Regions from separate parts of the Mus musculus genome. Here regions 1 and 2 are each linked to region 3. The links are chromatin contacts, called in public Hi-C and HiChIP or PLAC-seq maps. All regions are on one chromosome and are shown on one strand. Each heading gives the region's core, a stretch centred on a gene start, on an enhancer-like site or on the middle of the called end of the contact. The rest is flanking DNA. Distances are from core to core; before and after follow the strand shown. Region 1 has its middle 4.0 kb from the start of Gm38915. Region 2 has its middle 14 kb from the start of Eps8. Region 3 has its middle 180 kb from the start of Eps8.

Region 1 (3,953 bases), core at 1,259-3,758, 230 kb after region 3:
TTTTATCTCAGCCATTCAGGATTCTCTTGGTAGGCTAGTGCCTGGGCTCTGGAAGCCAGCAGAATCATCATTGGTCGATACAGCCTTAGTGAGAAATTAAACAAAAAGTATGTCCTTAACTTTGGAAAGCTTAGTCCCAGGTGAGCTGGTGGTAATAACTGAGAGGCAGAGCCTCCTGGAAGGCTTCAAGTGCAGGGAATAGTGTGGTCAGCATTGTTTCCTTTCTGCTCTTTCACTTTATGTCCACTAGGTGATGTTCCATCATGATGTGCCACACCACCTTATGCTCCAAACAACAAAGTCAATGGTTCAAGGACTGCAACCACCAAAACTGTGAGCCAAGACAAAACCCTTCATAAGTTGATCATCTCAGGCACTCATCCTAGTAGCAGAAAGGCAACTAACCCTAAACTCCTTCATTCAGACATAGTTTCAGCAAGACATACACATTGGCAAGTCCAGGCTGAATTTCTGAGCTGAATTTTGGCAACCTTGTGCCATCGGCTTCTCTGGGTAGTGTACAACCTTCAGCGAAAATGCAAGAAGCTCTCCAGTTCGATAGACTAGACATGGATGCGAAAATACCTTCATCCTCCTTTCTCTCCAGCCTGAGATGAGACCAGTTATAGCTTCCAAAGACAATGAGGCCATTTGCTGATGCAATGGCATCTAAGCCTGGCTTCCCTCCATCCCCCATGCCTATATTTTCCCTCTTTTTCCTTGAGATTGTATTACTTTTAGCCTTGAGTGTTTAAAAAAAGATTGGGGCCATTTATTTAATGTCAGAATCAATACTGATCCCAGGGCTATGTACAGGATGGATTCCTGGTAGCAGTGCTTGCTGATGCTTTCAAGGGCTCAGGGAGCGTTTACAAGCATGGTTCTTCCTTCAGTTATAAAGGAGATACATTCAAGATGAACTAAACAGCCTAAGAGAAGCTCAGTTCCCTATTCTGAGCTCACAAGATGAACTTGTGTTTACTAGATAAAGAATTTATAGCTGGGAGAAGTAGACTTCTACTCTTAAGAATATCTAACCAGCTTTCAACCCACTTGTAATAGCTTGTAAAAGAAATTGCTATTAAAAATGCTGCAAAATGGTAAGGTCATAAATGAATGAATTACAACATTCAATTACTGGCTTTTTCGACTAATAATATTGCCCCATATGATATAACACCAGCTATAAATAGCCATTTAAAATGCTTTCTCTTGTCACACATAGTGAAATGTGGCTTTGCAAATGGGTCACTCAATAGAATGGAGCTATGTGTAAACCATGATTTTCCCCTCACAGCTCTATTGTAGAAGTTAAAAGAAATTGTTGATCCCAGAGTGCCTCAGAACAGATATACTTCAAAGACAAGAGGAAATATTTTATACTTTGTGACATTCTTGAGATAATGGGAAATTAATATTCTCTACCCTTGCCTTTGTGTTTATTTGTAACTATATGTTAGGATAGCTTCACTTTTTTAGTGTATAAAGGCTGGGGGAAAATCATTACTAAGGTTTTCCTTAAACTGACAAACAAAAAAAACTAGAAAATTAGAACTGGTATGAACATCTTGTCTGTGGTATTGGCCATCCCTCATGTGTCATTATTTTCCATATATTTCAAGCAAACAGTGTAATATCCATGCTTTTGGACTATGACGATCAGAATAGCTCACAGTGAATAGCAGTCCAGTGTGTTCGTCCTCTAGTAGTAAACAGCCTTCATTTGTCACCCCTTACTGTCTTGGAAACAGAGTATGATCAAAGTTAAAGCAAACCCGTGTTGGAGATATTATCCAAGCCTGAATGTTTCCACAGCACTCAGTTTCTCTGGGTCAATCCACCAACCCAACACTATCTGGGGTCGCTCTAGCGTGCTCTTCCCAGTCTGCTCTCTCTTCTTTGAAATCTCAGTCTGGCATAATAATAATCCACTGGATAAGGGCACTCGATGCCAAGTTTGACAACCTGAGTTTGATTCCTGCACCCCCATTGCTGGAAAGACAGAATTGACTCCCACGGGAACAGGCATGGACTAAACTAATGTGACAAAAAGACATGTTGTGGATTCTCATATCTCTCAGATAACCAAATTTGATGCTGCCTCATCACATATTCTGTTATGTCTGTCTAACTTGTAAGCGCCTTGTTTCCCTAGCAACTCTGAAGCCTCAGAATAGAGAGTGAAGTTTTCCTCATTTTACTTCCAGATAATTGGGGTAGAACGAAACAGAACTCGATTTAATTCAGTAAATTTAAGTCTCCTTCCTTCTAACATCCAGACTAGGAAAATTCCCAAGGTCTTCTGCTACCACAGACATAACTACAGACCATACAGTTGTTCACCATGGTTGATTGCCCCCTACCACAGTCTACCATTGAACCTCAGCTACAGAATGAGACGTATAATTAAAATGTGTCACTGGAGACCTAATTAACATTCACTTTCCTCAAGAGTCCTATTAGCAGACTGCAAATTAAAAGTGTTTGAAAAGTATAATTGGCATAATGATGAGAGAACACAGAATAACCACATCACCCCACCGAATACATAGAGAGGGAGCTGTTAAAAATGGAGAGGATGTAGCAGCGCCTCACATGAACAGGCTGTGCCGAATCCCCACATGGATGGCCCTTATCAGACTTCACACGGTTAGGCGTTTCCAGATCTTCACGTGGATAGGTTATACCAAATCCCCACATGAGAGAAACCTCATAAGCCAGTCACAGAAGCATAGACATTGTGTGGCTTTGTTCATGAAGGGTTTCCAGGTCAACTTAGAGCAGCAAACGCTATGCTATGGTTGTGAGAGCCAGAGGCAGTGGGAAATGCGAAGCTGTTGCTTTAATGATATAAAATTCCATAAGCTGTTGCTTAATGATAGAAAATTTTGAGACGTGTACATTTTACAGATCTGCTCTACAAAGTAACACAATGGTTCCTTTCACTTAACACTGTTAAATGAGTTTCTATGCTAGTACATACTTCTTAGCATAAACACCACACACACACACACACACACACACACACACACACACTCACAAATACATTGAAATCTGTCAAGTTGACTGGCTCTGATAGCTATCTTGATCCTGATGGTGGTACCCCTGCACATATCTAACTTCCTGTGCGAGTGACAACAATTACATCTCAGTACAGTTGTTAGAGAAAGTATACCATGAAAAGAAAATGGCGGAAAGACACCTAAGCTTGACACAAGATTTAAGTAAGTAGGTGAATAGTAGATATCAGATTCATCAAGAAGTAAATAAACAGTGGTAGAAATCACCGGCTAATGCTATTATGGTACCCTTGGCTTTGGTCACCACAGTGCCTCCCTACTCCTCATATTCACCCCAGAGATGCATATAATCATCATCTTTAATTCAAGAAGAGGGAAACTGAGGCAAGGAAAAGTTAAGTTGCAGTAGATCCAGGACACAGCTAGGATTCAGCCTCCAGTGATATGTCAGATCTGGGGTTTGAAGGATACTGTCTTAACCACTGGGTGGCATTTTTGTGGACTCTGCTGTCCAAAGTGCACCCTTGATAATGCTCCAGACAAATGTTCTGTTCCCTGAACTCTCAAAAATCCACTTAATTTAAAAATTCTTCCACAATACTGAGCACTTTTGGTAACGGACACATTATAACATGACCTTCAGCGACTACTTTTAGAAACTCTGCTCCTTGTGTGTGAGATGAAAATGTGACTTTTACTGACCCTAATAAACAAGGATGCTGAGAGGATGCTATTCTTGGGATTAGACATCAGATAAGATCTAGTCTTAAACCGGGTGTGGTGGCGCACGCCTTTAATCCCAGCACTTGGGAGGCAGAGGCAGGCGGATTTCTGAGTTCGAAGCCAGCCTGGTCTACAAAGTGAGTTCCAGGACAGCCAGGGCTACACAGAGAAACCCTGTCTCAAACAAAACAAAGCAAAGCAAAGCAAAGC
Region 2 (3,503 bases), core at 765-3,264, 190 kb after region 3:
TCGCTTCTGTGTGTTTCTCCGGAGTTTCTGTATGTGCGTGCGCGCGCATGCGCGCATGCATGTGCGGGTGGGGGTGTGGTGTCTGTTTTAAACAGCTCCGAATGAACTTCACTGTTTCACTGAGGGTGACTTTGAGCTTTTGATCCCCCTGCCTCCATCACCCCACTGCTGTGGTTACAGGCACACACTTCTGTGCCTGGTTCATGGAGCACTGCAGATTGCCACCCTAACATTCTGCCCACCCAGTCTTGTCTCTAGCCCTTGCTATCCCGATGAGGCACAGAGGGGGGAACTCTCCATCAGAGAGAGTGTCTAGATTGGAACCCAGTCCCCCAACTTCCAAAGGAAGATGGTGCTTTTGCGATCACTAAATGCAATGGAAGAGCCACTCTGTAGACAACGGGGAAGAGGCGGAGAGGCAGATGTGGCAAAGGATGGTCTAGTAACTAAGCCACCAGGAGCGGCAGAAGCTGTTTTGTGTTTTCGGGGAGCAAGTGTGAAGCACGCGGGATGAGTGAATTCTATTTACATCCCACTCAACAAGTGCTGAGGGAAAATGAGGGGGCCGGCTGGAGACACACAGCCTCCTTCAGCATCGTGGTTACTATTCCACAACTCTGAAATGCTTCACGGAGCCAAGGGGACGATTCAACTTGAAAAAACCAAAACCACACACTCTTAAAAAGACATTTAAATAGAAACCCAAGGGCTCTAAATTTCTTACAATCCACAAGCTTTCGGTGGATCCCATCCGGGCTGGGGCACTTATTGTTTGTTTGTTTGTTTGTTTGTTTGTTTGTTTCAATGGGACTGGGGAATGAACCCAGGGCTTCTTAGATGCTAAGCAAGCACCATACCAGTGAGCTACATCTCCAGCCTTCCGTGGCATTTTCAGTTCTGAGCAGGAACATGAGGTGTTTGTAGTCTTGGGAATACGGCCTAACGGCACCCTTCTGCGTTCCCAAGATTTTTGGAAAAGAGTGAGGATGGCATCGGTCACATCCCTCTCGTTATCTTTCCTCCTTTGCATTCTGCTCATCTCCTACAGAGGGGAAGGATTGAGTGCAAGAAACAAAAGACAGAGCCATAAGGACACACTGAGGAGAGTAAGTCAAGTACTAAGTCAAGGTAGTAGCGGGTATTCCTTGCTGCCCTGCTCTCTCTACCCTGTGCCCTGAAATGCCTCGGCTCTTCTGCTGCCCGAAGTCTTCCCCATGTCTCCATCCTCCTGTGAGCATCTGTGGCAGGAACATCTCAGTGTCGGGTGTTACAGCGGGCCTCCTGCTTCCCCTGTGCCGGCTTATCACGCAGCTGGCTCCCAGAGTCTGTCCCCAAGTCACACACATGCCCTTCCCTCAGCCCTTTGCCCATTTCTACCCCCTATACCCACAACAACAGTGTTTGACTCATCCCTAGTGTAATCATGATGAGATCAGCTACAAAAGATACAGACATCGGGCAAGTGAGATGGATCAGTGAGGGAAATGGCTTTCCATGCAAGTCTGATGACCTGAGTCCCATCCACTGGAACCCAGGTAAAAGGGCGTGTCCACACACACCCACAGACACTCTCACACACACTCTCTCTCTGGTGCACACACACATACACACAAATACACACAGATACAAACACATAAACCATATAAACAATAATTAGTATGATTTAAATAAATATATGGAACTCATTTTTTCTTACTTTGGGGAGCATTTTTATATTTAATAAAAATTGTTGGGCTGGTGAGATGGCTCAGTGGGTAAGAGCACCCGACTGCTCTTCCGAAGGTCAGGAGTTCAAATCCCAGCAACCACATGGTGGCTCACAACCATCCGTAACGAGATCTGGCGCCCTCTTCTGGAGTGTCTGAAGACAGCTTCAGTGTACTTACATATAATAAATAAATCTTTAAAAAAAAAAAATTGTTAGATGTCCAATTTGGGAAATTCATACCACTTCAAACAAGATAAAGTTATGCTTGGGAGCTGTGTCTCAGAAGGAATTAGAAAGCTCTGGACTTAGCCAGTCTTTGCTGCGTATTCATTTCTATTCTGGGCAGTGCTCAGAGCAAAGATGCACAGAATTATCTCCTAGACAAATGCAAATAATCTTCATAGAAAGCTCTTTATTTTCTTCTCTAAACTGTGGTATCTTTCTTGCTCACAACTCCCTACAGTGGGGTGATAATTAAAACACCTGCATTCTTTCTAAAATTGCTGATGAGCTAGCTCCAAACAAGAATAAGAATAAGCAGAAACGGCCATGCTATCATAAATTGAGTTATTATGCCAAGAAGTAGGAAATAAGTTGTGTCTGTCAACAGTCACCTCTGTCCACCCCCACACGCATCATGTCTGGGTCCACACTCCAGCATTCCTAGGAACAGGTATTCCGGCAGGAATAATCTCCAGGCTGAGGTGGGCTGAGCACACAGGGCTTCCATCGTGCTGTGTTCTTCATCAGAGCAGTGCCCATTATGAAGAGACAAGATACTTGTTCTGCCAGCAGATAACACTTCACTAGAAATAGAAGTCCTACTATCTCCCACTCAGACGGTGATCAGCATCCTTCAGGATGATCTTTTGAAACTATGGACTTGGTGTGCTCTGCAATGATGCGAGATAGGCTAAGGACTTCTCTCTACATGGACAGTGTTTTAAAATATTGACCACCCTATGGGCTCACACCAGTCCGATCCATTATCAAGCTAAGTGGTCTTCCATTTCACTATTGGACAAATTATTTTTACTGTACCCGTTGCAGTAGAAAAGCCGTTCTGCATTTCTGGTTTTCTTGGTTAAAAGAATGAAAAAACAAAAAAACCCTCACTAATTTCTAAACTATAAAAAATGTTCTATTGAATGTAGACTTTCCTTTTTTTTTTTTTTGAGACAGGGTCTCCATGTTGCCCCACTTATTTCAAAATTGCTCTTAGCCAGAGACTGCCCTTGAACACCTGCTGTGTCTGCCTTTGCCTTCAGAACACTGGGATGGTAGGTGTGTCTCAGCATAGCTGGCCATGGAATATTCTAGCTTTAAACACTTGACAGACAACTAATACAAATGCTTTTGTTTGTTGGTGTCCATATGTTTTTAGCCAGGTGTGCCATTGCATGCTACTTTGAAAGGCTGAAGTGCCTTCCTATGATTCCAGGAGTTTGGGGCTAGCCTGAACAATACAATGAGATTGCCTTTTAACAAGTTTACCTCGTTTGAAAAAGAACAGAAGAAATAACCTAGAATATGTGATTCATGTAGCCTAATAGTTAAGTTTGTGGGACATTCATTTGTAAAAGGGAAATGTCCCCTCAATGAGCTTCGAATGGATTCATTTGCTGGGTTGCTGGGACACAATTCTCTCTGGGTTTTTGACAACACTTGTTTCCTAGGACCTTTGAGACTCTTTCCAAGTGGTCAGTGGAAATAAACTTCCTTTTTTTTTCCTGTGCAAAATGAGCCCCAGTGGCTCTCGGGCTATTCTGCTGTGTTCTGATTACTGGCTTCTCAC
Region 3 (4,001 bases), core at 1,141-3,640:
AGCTGTTTCCAATCATATGTGTGGTCTCTGAGAGCCTAGTATTACGCTCGGCACTTCATCTGCCCTTCATTTACATGACATCAGCTAATGGAGTATTTTTTTTTTAGGACAATGATATGTAACTGGTAAAGTTCTCAAAAGAAAGATTCAAGGTGAAACAACCATGTAAAGTTAACCCACGATGCAAACCAAGGATGGAGGGAAAGGCCACAGATTAAAAGTGTATCTTTAGCAGATAAGCGTTATTATAGAAATAGACGTTTCTCTTAGTGTTTGTGCTGCTGCTATTGCTTTCCAACGCTTCTCACTAAGTCCAAATTCTCAGGAGATCCAGAAGGATGCACACAAGGCTGTTGTCTGTGGTGCAGATTCCTGGGTTACTACACGTCATGGTGGTTCCACATCCGTGGAAGCCCCAGCACACAGGAAGCGGTGAGCTTTGAAGATGTCAGGCAATATGCAGGAACCCAGTAGGTTATGCTGAATCTGCCATGGTAAGGAGGCCCAGCCTGGGACAGGAGCACAAAGCCAAGAGGACACAAACCTGTTCTTCAGTTCTAAGAACATTCAGAAAATCCTAAGTGCTGTCAAAAGTAGGAGTTGTACCTGTTGCGGCAGTCAAGGCACAAAGCATGGAATGGTAAGATGGCTCATCAGTTAAGAGTACTGGATGCTCTTCCTGAGGACTTCAGTTCAAGTTTTTATCACCCAAACCATGTAGCACACAAGCACCTATCACCCCAGCTTCAGGGCATCTGATGCCCTCTTCTGGCCTCGGTTGGCACTGCACTCGTGTGCACACACCCACACATATAGGCACAAAATTCAGAATACATTTACAAAAGAGGACTCAAGGACGGTGGCTATGGAGTTAGAGTGGGCACCTGTGAGGAATTGGGGAAGGTGTGGAGAATGATTAAAATACAATGTATGGAATTCCTAAAGGTATTCTAAATAAAAAAAAATAGAACTAAAAAGCAAACCATCTTAAGAAACAAATACAAAAAATCGCAGCCTTAGGAGGGCTCCTTGATCTCCCAGACATATTATAATCTCTTGCCTTTAAACAGAAATTCTATAAAGCATAAAGCAAAGCGTGAATGGTCAGCAGTGTAGCATTATAGAACATTGCAGATACAGTGACTCTGTTGTATAGTGTATGAGATGTCAGGTCATAGAGCATCGCTCACCACATCATGGTCAGCTCAGGGTTCTATAACAAGGTAGCCTAGACTGAGTAGGTAATAAACTACAAGGTTCCATTTCTCACAGACTGCTGGCCAGACATCTGGCCAGTTCTTGTGAGCTCCAGTCACTGGCTTCTTGCTTTATCTTAAATGGCATAGAAAGTCAGAGCTATCTGGGGCTTTTAAACAGCGGCAATAATCCCAGTAATAAGGGCTCTCATGACATAATTACTTCCCAAGGCCCCAACTCCTAATTATAACACTGAAGGTGGAGTTCAGTGTATGAACTTGGGGTGTGACATGTTTTTAAACCACACGGAGCTTTTAAAGAATCATATGCATCTAAAAACAATTCCTGGATTAATTTAGGATATATTAGTCACATAATTTCAATTTAGGTTAGCGTTCTACGGTCTCCAAGAGCCACTCAGAGCTTCTTTAATAGATTGGTTTAAAAACAAACAAACAAACAAACCCCCAATGCCTGGACTAGGTGGGCTCTGTTTCTCCAGGGCAATACCCCACATGGTCATTGGCTTTGGAATATTAATTACAGACGTGTTTACCCAGGCTCGGCTTTGAACTTTAACTCTCTGCTAGCATATACTGTTCAGCATGCATTCAGTGTGCCCAGCAACCCATGGGGAGAGGTTTTCTACAGAGCAATGCTGGGGCCTGATTTACACTGTAGTTGTGCAAACCACTTGTGTGGATGCACCGTGCCAACACCAACATTCTTTTTAAAAGCTCACAGCTGGCTGAAGATTTAGCCGAGATGCTAAAGTACTTACTTCCTTATGTATGTATGAAGCCCTGCTTTTGGTCTCCGTCTAGTCTGGATGTGCCAACATATGCCTGTAATCCTAGCACTCAGGAAGTAGAAACAGGAGGGGTCAGAAGTGTGTAGCAAACTCAAGGCCAGTCTGCGCTCCTTGAGGCCTTGTCTGAAAACAATAAATAAATGAATCAAAACTAACTAGCCAACAAAGCTCCCTGCTTCTAAGAGGAAGCCAATTTGTGCAACCCTACTGTGTAAACATGCCTGGGTCAAGTTAAGAGTAGAGGCTTGGGGTAAGCAGGCCCCATTTGTGAATGTCACTTAATCCTCCTATGAACCAGTTTCCTTGTTTGGTAACAGGAACACTAAAGGCTTCCTCCACAGCCCTGTGTAGAGGATTAAATGGAAAGCCCTTGGCACCGAGCCCGGCAGTTTGCGGATGCAGAGCTGAATAACTGAACAGCTCGGTCGGCAGAGTCACCTGCTATCTCAGAGCGCGAGTGTTCTCACATACAAAAGTAGCGTTATCTCCTTTCAGGGGCTGTGGTAGAACACAGAGTTGATTGTAGAGAGCATCAGGCAAGAGCCTGACAGGACTAAGCATGTTCTATATGGTTCTCCAAATCTGTCACTCACTGAGACTTCTGGCATGATATCCTAAGGGTAAAGGTGTCCCCTGCTCCTCTCCTGCCCCCCTGCTTGCTGCATTCAGTTCCTCCCAGGCACATTTACTGTGAGCGTTCCAATCTACTAGATCTGCCCCTGCCTTCCCCCCGACCCCCCCCCCCCGTGTAGCACCCCCCACCCCCCACCTCTGCTGGGCTTGGTGTGGACAACTTCAGAAGACTAAGGCCTCGTTTGTAAAATACCTCCTAAATTCGAGGTCAGTTGAACAAATTCGACAAGAAGTTGGACACAACAGCCGGCAGTGGTGGCGCATGCCTTTAATCCCAGCACTTGGGAGGCAGAGGCAGGTGGATTTCTGAGTTCAAGGAGCCTGGTCTACAAAGTGAGTTCCAGGACAGCCAGAGCTACACAGAGAAACCCTGTCTCGGAAAAAAAAATAAAAAGAAGTTGGACACAACAAGGCGATTTAAAAGAGCTGTCTTCATTTGTGTTCTGTAAATCCATTGTTCCACCATTCAAGCATAAAACAGCAGTAGCCATCTTCCCGTGCTTTATGTTTTATGGCTGCAAGATGAATGAGTTCTCTCAACATGTGAATCCCGCCCTCTGGTAGCGTGCTCTTGAAGATGAGCCAGTAGACATCCTCACGCTGTCTCCCCATGTTTACTCTGCTCTTGTGTACTGACTGCAGGCTACTGGATTATTCATAAGAGGTACCTTCTCACTTTGCACAGGCTGAGCTCCATGAGCCAGGAAACAGCCACGGCAATTGCCTGAGCCTGAGGTCGGATCGCTAGCTCTCTTCACTCCATTCATGCAAGCTTAATAAGCCCTTTCACTGCCTGCCTCCCAAGAGCTGAGCAGGATCCTTAAACTGAGCTTACTGGATAAACAGCCTCATAGTCTCTCACAGCAAATGCATTTCTCTTCCGTTGCTGTCCTGCCATCGGGGTAGACTGAATGGGTTAGCGAAGATTGGTCCTGGTTGCTGGCACGTTATATCATGTATACTTTAAAGAAAGAGGGTTATCAGCCAGATGACATTCTCTGAAGAGGTAACAGGATGGCTAAGATGCAGGACTGGATTTCCTAGTCTTACCCATGCCTAATGTCATCATTACCCATCATTGTCAACCTGATCAGACTTAGTGTCACCTAGGAGACACAGCTCGGGGTGTGTCTTTGAGGGTGCTGGAGAGAAGAGCCACTGTGAAGGTTGATGGTGTCCTCTCATGAGCCAGAATCCTGGTAAAGGAAAAAAAGGGGGGGTAGGGAGGGGGAAAATTAAGGCAAATACCCCATTCATCTGTTTTCTCACTTGGAACACAATGTTACCAGCTGCCTCCCTCTCCTGCAGCCATGCCTTCTCCACCAGGAAGGATCATACCTCTTCAAACTGAGAGCCCAAA

The links. A called contact is a pair of places that touch in the nucleus more often than the background predicts. HiChIP or PLAC-seq counts read pairs in DNA pulled down with a chosen protein or histone mark.
Region 1: an H3K4me3 HiChIP or PLAC-seq map of embryonic basal ganglia shows a contact between it and region 3, with 3 times the contacts expected there. The contact joins two enhancer-like sites. A contact is called at or near these places in 9 of 484 Hi-C or Micro-C datasets (the C10 cell line, CD8 T cells, bone marrow-derived macrophages and 6 more), 7 of 115 datasets of contacts at active chromatin or transcription factors (bone marrow-derived macrophages, cardiomyocytes, embryonic basal ganglia and 3 more) and 1 of 9 other capture datasets (embryonic stem cells).
Region 2: a Hi-C map of rod photoreceptor shows a contact between it and region 3, with 2.6 times the contacts expected there. The contact joins two enhancer-like sites. A contact is called at or near these places in 12 of 39 promoter capture datasets (the 3T3-L1 cell line, the C10 cell line, the HPC-7 cell line and 7 more), 1 of 15 datasets of contacts at CTCF or cohesin (the NIH/3T3 cell line), 26 of 484 Hi-C or Micro-C datasets (ECoMG myeloid progenitors, Th2 cells, bone marrow-derived macrophages and 16 more), 10 of 115 datasets of contacts at active chromatin or transcription factors (acute myeloid leukemia, bone marrow-derived dendritic cells, double positive thymocytes and 4 more) and 3 of 9 other capture datasets (adipose tissue, liver and pancreatic islet).

Annotation. Positions count from the first base shown.
Region 1 is chr6:137,697,138-137,701,090 of GRCm38.p6, forward strand. No RefSeq gene overlaps it. Among named protein-coding and RNA genes, the nearest start is that of Gm38915, 4.0 kb to the right of the region's middle. Within about 2 kb of position 2,509, at least 5 of the 459 cell types and tissues checked have an H3K27ac peak or open chromatin away from gene starts, as enhancers often do. A contact at or near this core is called in embryonic basal ganglia, where this site is marked.
Region 2 is chr6:137,661,672-137,665,174 of GRCm38.p6, forward strand. No RefSeq gene overlaps it. Among named protein-coding and RNA genes, the nearest start is that of Eps8, 14 kb to the left of the region's middle. Within about 2 kb of position 2,015, at least 9 of the 459 cell types and tissues checked have an H3K27ac peak or open chromatin away from gene starts, as enhancers often do. A contact at or near this core is called in rod photoreceptor, where this site is marked.
Region 3 is chr6:137,468,966-137,472,966 of GRCm38.p6, forward strand. No RefSeq gene overlaps it. Among named protein-coding and RNA genes, the nearest start is that of Eps8, 180 kb to the right of the region's middle. Within about 2 kb of position 2,391, at least 156 of the 459 cell types and tissues checked have an H3K27ac peak or open chromatin away from gene starts, as enhancers often do. A contact at or near this core is called in embryonic basal ganglia and rod photoreceptor, where this site is marked.